2 separate regions of the Bos taurus genome follow, and region 1 is linked to region 2. The links are chromatin contacts, called in public Hi-C maps. All regions are on one chromosome and are shown on one strand. Each heading gives the region's core, a stretch centred on a gene start, on an enhancer-like site or on the middle of the called end of the contact. The rest is flanking DNA. Distances are from core to core; before and after follow the strand shown.

Evidence for each region. Hi-C and Micro-C count contacts between places; a contact is called where the count stands out from the background.
Region 1: a Hi-C map of liver shows a contact between it and region 2, with 2.2 times the contacts expected there. The contact joins two enhancer-like sites. A contact is called at or near these places in 2 of 11 Hi-C or Micro-C datasets (liver and an unstated tissue).

What each region holds. Positions count from the first base shown.
Region 1 is chr20:35,286,457-35,290,863 of ARS-UCD2.0, forward strand. All of the region lies in intron 2 of FYB1 (FYN binding protein 1), which reads left to right. Among named protein-coding and RNA genes, the nearest start is that of FYB1, 56 kb to the left of the region's middle. Within about 2 kb of position 2,470, at least 6 of the 102 cell types and tissues checked have an H3K27ac peak or open chromatin away from gene starts, as enhancers often do.
Region 2 is chr20:35,212,836-35,217,109 of ARS-UCD2.0, forward strand. It overlaps a transcript of FYB1 not described here. Among named protein-coding and RNA genes, the nearest start is that of FYB1, 18 kb to the right of the region's middle. Within about 2 kb of position 1,701, at least 20 of the 102 cell types and tissues checked have an H3K27ac peak or open chromatin away from gene starts, as enhancers often do.

The DNA of each region.
Region 1 (4,407 bases), core at 1,220-3,719, 74 kb after region 2:
AGAAATTTCAGTAAGTACCTTGAGTATGAATTCTTGATAATTGATAAGGCAAAAAGACTGGTGATTCTTTGACTGAAGAAATCATGCAGGAGGGTTTATCACTATTGCTGTTGTTTGAGCATTCCCGGGACCAGTCCTAGGTTTGGGATCAACCGCAAGGACACTCAGGACCCAGCACACAGGAGTACTCGTGGTTGAGGTTTATCCTAGTCATACTCTTCTTCTAAACTTGGCAGTGGACAGAGTAAAACTGCTCCTTTCTCTAGCTACAAAAATGCAATGCATGTGTAGTATTGCTTCCCAGGGAAGCCTATTAGAGTCATCTTTCCATTGAAAGCTGCCACCTAGGCACCTTCTGCCTAGCAACTATCAAAATACCAGACCTCTAGAAGTAAAGCAGGTGTTCACCGTAAGTCGTGTTGTTTATACAGTCTAGACACAGCAAAGCGCTCTTATCATTAGGCAACTTTTCCTATCAGTGCAAGGAATGCTTTAGAAGCTGAGTTCCCAGATATAAGCCAACAGACTATCTTGGTAGAAGATTCTTTTTAAAATAGCAGCTTCAGGCCTGCTACGTTAACTCTTTTCTGTAAACCTGCCCCCTAGAATTCACTGTGATAAGGTGAGGAATACAAAGTTGTAGAAGGAAGAACGAATTTCAAAGAGACCAGTAGCCTGGACTACTGCATCCTACCGATGTTGGTCAATTTCCCACATATTTAGGAAATTCTTACAAAGTCGAAAAGAGTCCACCAACCATCCAGGTTCAAATGTTTGCCTGTAACATTGCTTACATCAGAAATTAGCAAAATCCATCAGTTGTAATAAATTTAACTTCATCCTTATTTCCATTTTATTAAGGACTCCTAGTTCAAAAATCTGATTCATTTAAGAGTTACCAACTCCTCAAAATGTATACTATCAGAAAAAAAAAAAGATGCTGAGAAACAAGAATTTAGATGTTACATTGCCTAGATATGCTGGAACTGTCACATCTAAAAGTTAAATGTCAGATGAAGATGAAAGCTAAGGAATATCTGTCAGATGATTATTTTTTCAAAAGTAAAAATGTGGTATATGGTGTAAGACTTTCAGGCTTCCATCAGAGAGCCCAAGTAAAATCCAAAATGAAGAAATATCTAGGTTGGAAACTTTCCTGCAAGTAGGGGAAGCTAGAAAAGACACAAAGAGGAAATGAAAGTAAAATGGGTCTTGATAGTCAGACACACAAATTTATATTTCATGCGAGAGGGAAATTTATAGAATGATCTTTAAGTAAAATTGTGAAAGATGGTTGTCTCTGTGCTTTTTCTTTGCACCACCGTCCTTCTAGTAATTATTTTGTGAGGCACCACTTTGTGCCTTTGTAATAGAAGTTCAGGAAATATCAGTGAACAAAATAAAGATCCCTGCTCACAGAAAGCAGGGGGCAAGAGTCATAAGGGAAAAAATAAGAAACTAGTAAAGGATATAGAATGTTAGCAAATATCAAGTGATGTGGGATAAAGTAGAGCAGGTTAGGTGGTGTAGTGTGACGGCTGGGGACAGTGTGTTGCAACTTTAAAAGGAGAGATGAGGGTTGCTCGCCTTATAGGAAGTTATACTTGAGAAAAGACTCAAGGCAGTAAAGGCGTTAAAGCATGCAGATATCTGGAGGAAGACCATTCTAGTCTAGTCAGAGAGGACAGACAGGACAAAGTCCTCGAGTGTCTAGGGACTCGGAAAGAGGTAACTGAGGCTGGAGTAGATGGAAAGTGTAGTAGAGACAGACTCATGCAGACCCTGCAGGTCGTGATAGAGATGATGGCTCTTATCCTAAGTGACATGGGAAATGCTGAAGAGCTTGAGTGGAGCAGTGATGTTTTCGGGCTCACATTTTGTGAGTATTGCCTTAATTGCTGTCTGAAAAGAGGTAGTAGGCAAATGTTGAAGAAGGAAAACCAGTTAGGCAGATCCTACCGAAATGCAGGCAAGATATTCTAACCATGATGGTGCAGTGGAGATGATGACAGGGGTCCAGATTCTGGATGTACTTTGAAGGTAGAGACCACAGAATTTGGACTTAGGGTATGAAAGGAAAAGAAGATCCAGGGTGACTCCAAGGTTCTGAGCCTGAGTAACTCCAGGAATGATGTGTCCATAACTGAATGAGATTGGCTGAAGGTGAGTAAGTTTGGGAGTGGGGAAAATCAGGACAGCACAGCTGTGCAAAGCTTGTGGTGTGCGTGCAGGCAGAGATGTTGAGGAGGCAATTAGGTGTAAGAAGTGAAGAGCTGGAAGGGAGTTCTGAGTTATAAATATATGTTTGTCGTGGAAGTATACTCCATGCTTCAAGTCAGACACTTAGGATCACAGAGGAAGTGCATTCCTAGAACCAAGGATTAGAAAAAGAACCAGTGCTTAGGTGAGGGACTGGCTCCCAAGAGGCATAAATGACTGATAAGGTTCACATATCCCCCAGGGTGTAGAGTCTGTGTTGCTTAAGGCAGGGAAAAGAACTAATGTGGATCAAAGAAAGAATTTCAGAATACATGCCATTATTACCTGCCTACTTCCCAGAAGTCACTTGTAATTATATTGTTCAGGTCAGAATTTTCCTTAAGAATGTAAAGAATTGGAGGCAGGTGAGAATTTAAAATAATAAACATATTTTAAAAGAAAGTAGTTGAAGCCAAGGTTATACTGCATTTTAAATTGTATTGTTTCCCCACCTAGTGGTCAAAAAGCAGCTAGCTCCATTTTCTATTTTATTCAGATGTTTGTAGAGGAACTGAAATGGGTCAGAAGAGCTCGTTTATCATTTTCAGTGTTCAAATCAACTTCTTTAGGGTACCATATTTCTTGGTGCCACTTTAAAATATTAATTATAATTTTAACAATGTAACTGATTATTCATATGAATATAGAACCAATAGTTGAATATTTTAGTATACAAAGCAAATTACATGGTTGTTAATAGTAATGAGACAGGAAAAGTGAAGTAATAAGAAATAAGAAATAATGGAAATTACTATGGTTGAAAAAGGAAAGTTTAACCAGATCTTACTTTGGGATCATTCTTAGTGTAAGATTTTTCTGGCTCTAAAATTAGAGGAAATGTAAGAATTCACCATTGTAACCTTTTTTATTAGTTAGAAATATTTAACATTTTCTGGAATTTGAGACTTGCCATATCAGTCATGCACTCCCAGACAGACTTACCTAAGTCCATTGGCTTAAACAAGTCATCATAATTGTATAATTTCTCATGCGTTAAATACAGGAAGACGTGTTCCAGAGAAAAATTCACTGGATTTCATTTTCAGTGAGGGCAGGCATGGGACAGAGTGTCACTTAGATTTCCTCTGTCTTTAAGAATCAAACTGACAAATGCTAAAGTCACAGAATAAAGGTCATGAATGGCAAATAAGGTATAAAGGTCAATAGCTTCCCATCTTTAAAAGTCAGGATATAGAGCTCTAATAGCTTTCTGAGCATGACAGTCATAACATTAAATTAATTTTGCTTTTCTTTTTTAATTCTGTAGGCTAAAGTAGAAAAACAAAGAACTATAGTGAAAGACCTTCTTGAATAGATGTCCTTACTGTAACAAATGATAAGCCTCCTTTTCTTTTTCACCCACCCCCTCTGCTTCATTTTCTAGGACTTGGGTTGTGACTCGTTTCATTGATTGTCTGTTTCTCTCTGTTTGGCTTTTCTCAATGCCTGTGACACTTTTTTTTTTTCCTTACAGTTTGATCTGGGTCTATCCATGACACTCACCTCCTCCTCCCCCTCATCTTTCTTCCTTTTATTCTTCACTGTTATTCCTATTCTTAACATTATTTCATACTTAGAATATTTTGCTGTTCTATTTGTGTTGAATTCAGACCTATATAAAACTAAAATTTAGATGCTATAATGTTGGGTCCCTGAATATATGCACGCATGCAAACATTATCTACAAGTAATAAATGGTTTGCATAAGTGTAAGTAGATATGTATGAGCATGCTACACAGATCTTCATTTTGCAAATATTTGTTACTCTTCCGTGTGTTTCAGGAAGTTAACTGCAAGTCCAGTAGTCTTTTTAACTTAATATTATTTTCAAAAATAATAAACAGTTTGCTTTAGTAATAAATGCTAGTTTCTTAGTGTTACTAAGACAGCATTAATTTAGTCAAAAGTCCTATACCTGACAAGAATTATTCTAACAGTTTCCTGAAAATGACAGTCATAATAATTAACCAACAAAGACGTAATCTCATCATACCAAGGGCTGATGGTCTCATAGTAGGAATGAAGTGAAATGAAGTGAAGGAATAGAGACCTACAAGTAATTGCTGTATAATTATAGTAATCCAGAATAGTCTCTGTAGTGAGCAATGTGTGACATATGGAAGTAGCAACTGCATGAGCTTGGGAGA
Region 2 (4,274 bases), core at 451-2,950:
CCCCTCTTCCTCCTCCTTCTTACACAATATCCTGAGGGCATAAGAGGACTTTTCTTGTCTAAATCAGCCTGGTGGGGTGGAGTGGGGTGAAGCGTGGATCACTCAACCGTTCCCCTGGACGTCTCCTTGCCAGGGCTCAGAAAGTGCCACAGGGCTTGGACTCTCCATCCTGAGCAGACACAACAGCCCAAAGTGAGGAGTGGTCCAGTCCCTGGCCCCTGGAAGACCTCCTCAATGAGACCACCCTCCCACTTCATTCTGCAGGAGTCAGGTAACAGCTCTGCCCAGGTTTCCTCTTTCAAATCAACATGGGATTTTTTTTTTTTTTTTTTCCCAGCAGGAAAACGTACCGCCTCCAAATTCTGGCAGCACAGATTGTGCTGGCTGGAATCATTGACAGAAAGGCATGTTTTGTTGGCAAACAGCAGGAGAGGTGGACATCAGACACCACAGCTCAGTTTCATTGTAGCCAGAGGGTGATAAGCAGATAAAAATGTGTCTGTCATTTGCTCTAGATGGGGCTTCTCATACATGGCTCTTCCAACGTCTGCTGTTGCTAGCGTTAAATGAAGTCTTGCAACAAAACCGGAACCACAGTCCTAATTGAGCACAGATGATTGATTTCAGTCTTGGCTCCTGACAAGCCTGGTCTTACACTTTTGATGAAGAGGAGCAAATTTCATTTTTTTCCCCAAAGCTTAAGAGCTGACCGGAAGTGGGGGTTCATGTGAAATTCCTACACAGACTAGGGAAAGGGGGCCATGCTACCATCAACCCTGCCTTCTAAAAGGAATTCTGACAAAGTGGGACCAGTGACAAGGGCTACAAGTCATCTGAGGAAATCCAAAATTTAGTTGGTGCTTTTGTCCCTCTTGTATGAATTGGGGTCTCTCATGAAAATATCACAGTGTTTTTTTCCCCACGACACCCCCTTTAACTAAACTTACAATGAGGTAATTAAAATGGACCTCTTACTCTGCCTCCCACCAATGACTCTGGGCCAGTCACCTAACCTCTCTGTGCCTCAGTTTCCTCCGCTGAAACAATGAGAATAAAAATAGTACTTACCTCCTAGGTTTGTTGTGAGTATAAAATTATACACACTTATTGGGTATTAATAGTAATAAGTATTATTAAAGATCACTAATATGTGCTGCTTTTAATATTTTGACATTAGAGATTACTCTGTGTAGAAAAATAGATGGGTTTATGAACATAAGACAAAATCATGCCTTTGCTTTTATGTACAGGCTGAGAGACTGTTGGGAAGGATTTTAGGTTGATCGAAACATGTATATACAAGACAGGACACAAACTTTAGATATTCTGATGCTCCTAGAAATTAATGATAAATGAGGGGCAGGAGGACTAGATGGTTCCTTTCAATAAAACTATATCTTTTAAAATGCTCCATTAAAGATGATTATGAATATCAATGGAATTTTAGTGTAAATTCATGGGACATTCTGGAGAAGTTCGGCTTCTGTTTCAAACAGAAATGTCTGGCAAGGACTCCATTTATCTTGGAAAATTATTTTAAAAGTTCAAATCCATGCTTTCTGCTTGTTATTTCCATCCATTTAACTACCAGCTCACTTCAAAGGCTTCCCAGCTCTTGGAGGAATCCAGAGGCCCCTGCTCTGGACTCAGCGTTTAGTAAAGCCTGTTTGGGAGGAAATTCTAAAAGCTCCGGCAGCCTCATTGAGTAGTCACACTGCCACCTAGTGGCGCAAAGGCTAAATAAGTGCAAGAGATTGCCTTGAAGCTTGTTCTCGCCTTGTTGCTGCTGCTGCTGCTTCGTCGCGTCTGACTCTCTGCGACCCCATGGACTGTAGCCCGCCAGGCTCCTCTGTCTACGGGGATTCCCCAGGCAAGAATACTGCAGTGGGTTGCCATGCCCTCCTCCAGGGGCAGGACCCAGGGATCGAACCCAGGTCTCCCTCATGGCAAGCAGATTTTTTACCGCTGAGTCACCAGGGAAGCCCTCTAGCCTTCAGTTCAGTTCAGTTCAGGCGCTCAGTCGTGTCCGACTCTTTGCGACCCCGTGTATCGCAGCACGCCAGGCCTCCCTGTTCATCACCAACTCCCAGAGTTCACTCAGACTCACGTCCATCGAGTCAGTGATGCCATCCAGTCATTTCATCCTCTGTCGTCCCCTTCTCCTCCTGCCCCCAATCCCTCCCAGCATCAGAGTCTTTTCCAATGAGTCAACTCTTCGCATGAGGTGGCCAAAGTACTGGAGTTTCAGCTTTAGCATCATTCCTTCCAGAGAAATCCCAGGGCTGATCTCCTTCAGAATGGACTGGTTGGCTCTCCTCGCATCCAAGTCACGTTTTCTTTCTACTATTGGAATCCCATGTTAAGGAGAGAAGTGGGGTGGGGTGAGGGAGAAAAAGAGAAGGAGAGAAAATCAGGGCAAGTAGACAAGATCTTTCATTGGTCTGAGGCGTTAGTAGCAGCTGCTTCTGGGTGAAAATTTCTAACACCAAGAATGTGGAAGAGAACTGTGGTTCACTGGCAAAGTTCAAATTGTGGTCCCAGGGGTTTTGGTTAAAACCATGGTTCCAGAATCAAGAAATGAGTTTGAATGGGGCCTCTGCCATTCACTGGCTGTGGACCTTGAGTGAATTACTGAACTGCCCCATGCCTTGGTTTCTTTGTCTATAAAATGGGGATAACAATAACTTCTTTGTGGTTTATTATGAGCTCCTAGCAAAGAAGGCAATCCATAGCATTATCTATTGTCATGACTGTTTTTAAGAGGAAGATGCTGTAGGAACTGCTATCTCACAGGTCAGGCGGTGCAGGACCGTGGGCCGAATGGTTGAGCAAACGGGACAACCAGATTCTGGTTCTGCCAAAAAGTAGCTGTGTGACCTTGGGTGGATCACATATCCTGTTTCCTTTCCTGCAAAATGAAGAGCTTGCATTCATTGATCATTAAGGTTATTTTTTCTTTCTCAAACACTGTAAATCTAAGGCAGGTCTTCCCAATAAAACTGGCCCTTTAAGGCTCATTTTGATCTTTCTTTTTACCAAAGCCCAGAGTCAAGGGTGTCCCAGGCGTTTATTTCTACAGCTGCTGGCGGATGAGAAACAGCCAGCAACTATAGATACAACTACTGATACAGTTTTTGCTGTATCAGTCACAAGGAATAGACCAAGTATATATTTGGTCAGGATGAGAACCCAATGGAAAGTCCTAGAAACTGAAGAATATTCCTCCGTCAGAAGCTGGTCTAGGATTTCTCATACGTTTGAAGAGTTCAGAACGTGTTTTGTTTTGTTTTTTATCTCTGCTAACTAGCCTCCTTAACATGACAGGAAACCAACAAAACCTTTGAGCTGTACAAATTCAATATATACTTTATTAGTAGTGTTGCTAAGTCTGTGCCACCCATGTTGGTTAAACTAGTACTTGATCTTGCTTCCAAGAGCCTGCAAATGCCGCCAAAACTCACCTACTGCATATAAGTATTAATAATTCCCCATTCTGTTGTTCCAAGCCAGGGACCATTCCACTAGAGACACCTTGCTCTGGGATGATAACGATGGTGGCCCAGAAAAGATAATTATGAAACAATGCTTCCTGCCCTTCATCCTAAACAGCACCCATGCAGGTGCTCAGACATTTAGAGAAATCAGAACAAAGGCATCCTGGATCTTTGTGAGGGTGGGTGTATTAATTCTTTGTGGATCCTATCACAAATCACAAACTAGGTGACTAACAACAACAGAAATTTATTCTCTTAGAGTTTTGGAGGCTGAAGTTTTAAAATCAGGGTGTCCACAAGGCCACATTGTCCCCAAAGGCTCTAGAGGAAAATCCAGTTTTTGGCTTTTCCAACTTCTGGAAACTTCTGGGGCTTCCCTAGTGGCTCAGATGGTAAAAATCTGCCCACAATACAGAAGACCAGAGTTCAATTCCTGGGTCAGGAAGATCCCCTGGAGAAGTGAATGGTTACCCACTCCAGTACTCTTGCCTAGAGAATTCCATGTACAGAGGAGCCTGGCAGGCTACAGTTTATGGAGTCACAAAGACTCAGACACGACTGAGCAACACACACACACACACACACACACATTCAACTTCTGGCAGCCTCCAGCATTCTTTGGCCTGTGGCTGCATCACTCCAAGCCTGCCTCCTCCCTCATATGGCATTCTCATCCTCTCTGGTCTTTTCCTTCTCTGTATCTTATCTTACAGGGACACTAGTCCTTGAATTTAGTGCCACCTGGTAAATCAGGATGATCTCCTCATCTGATCCTAATTA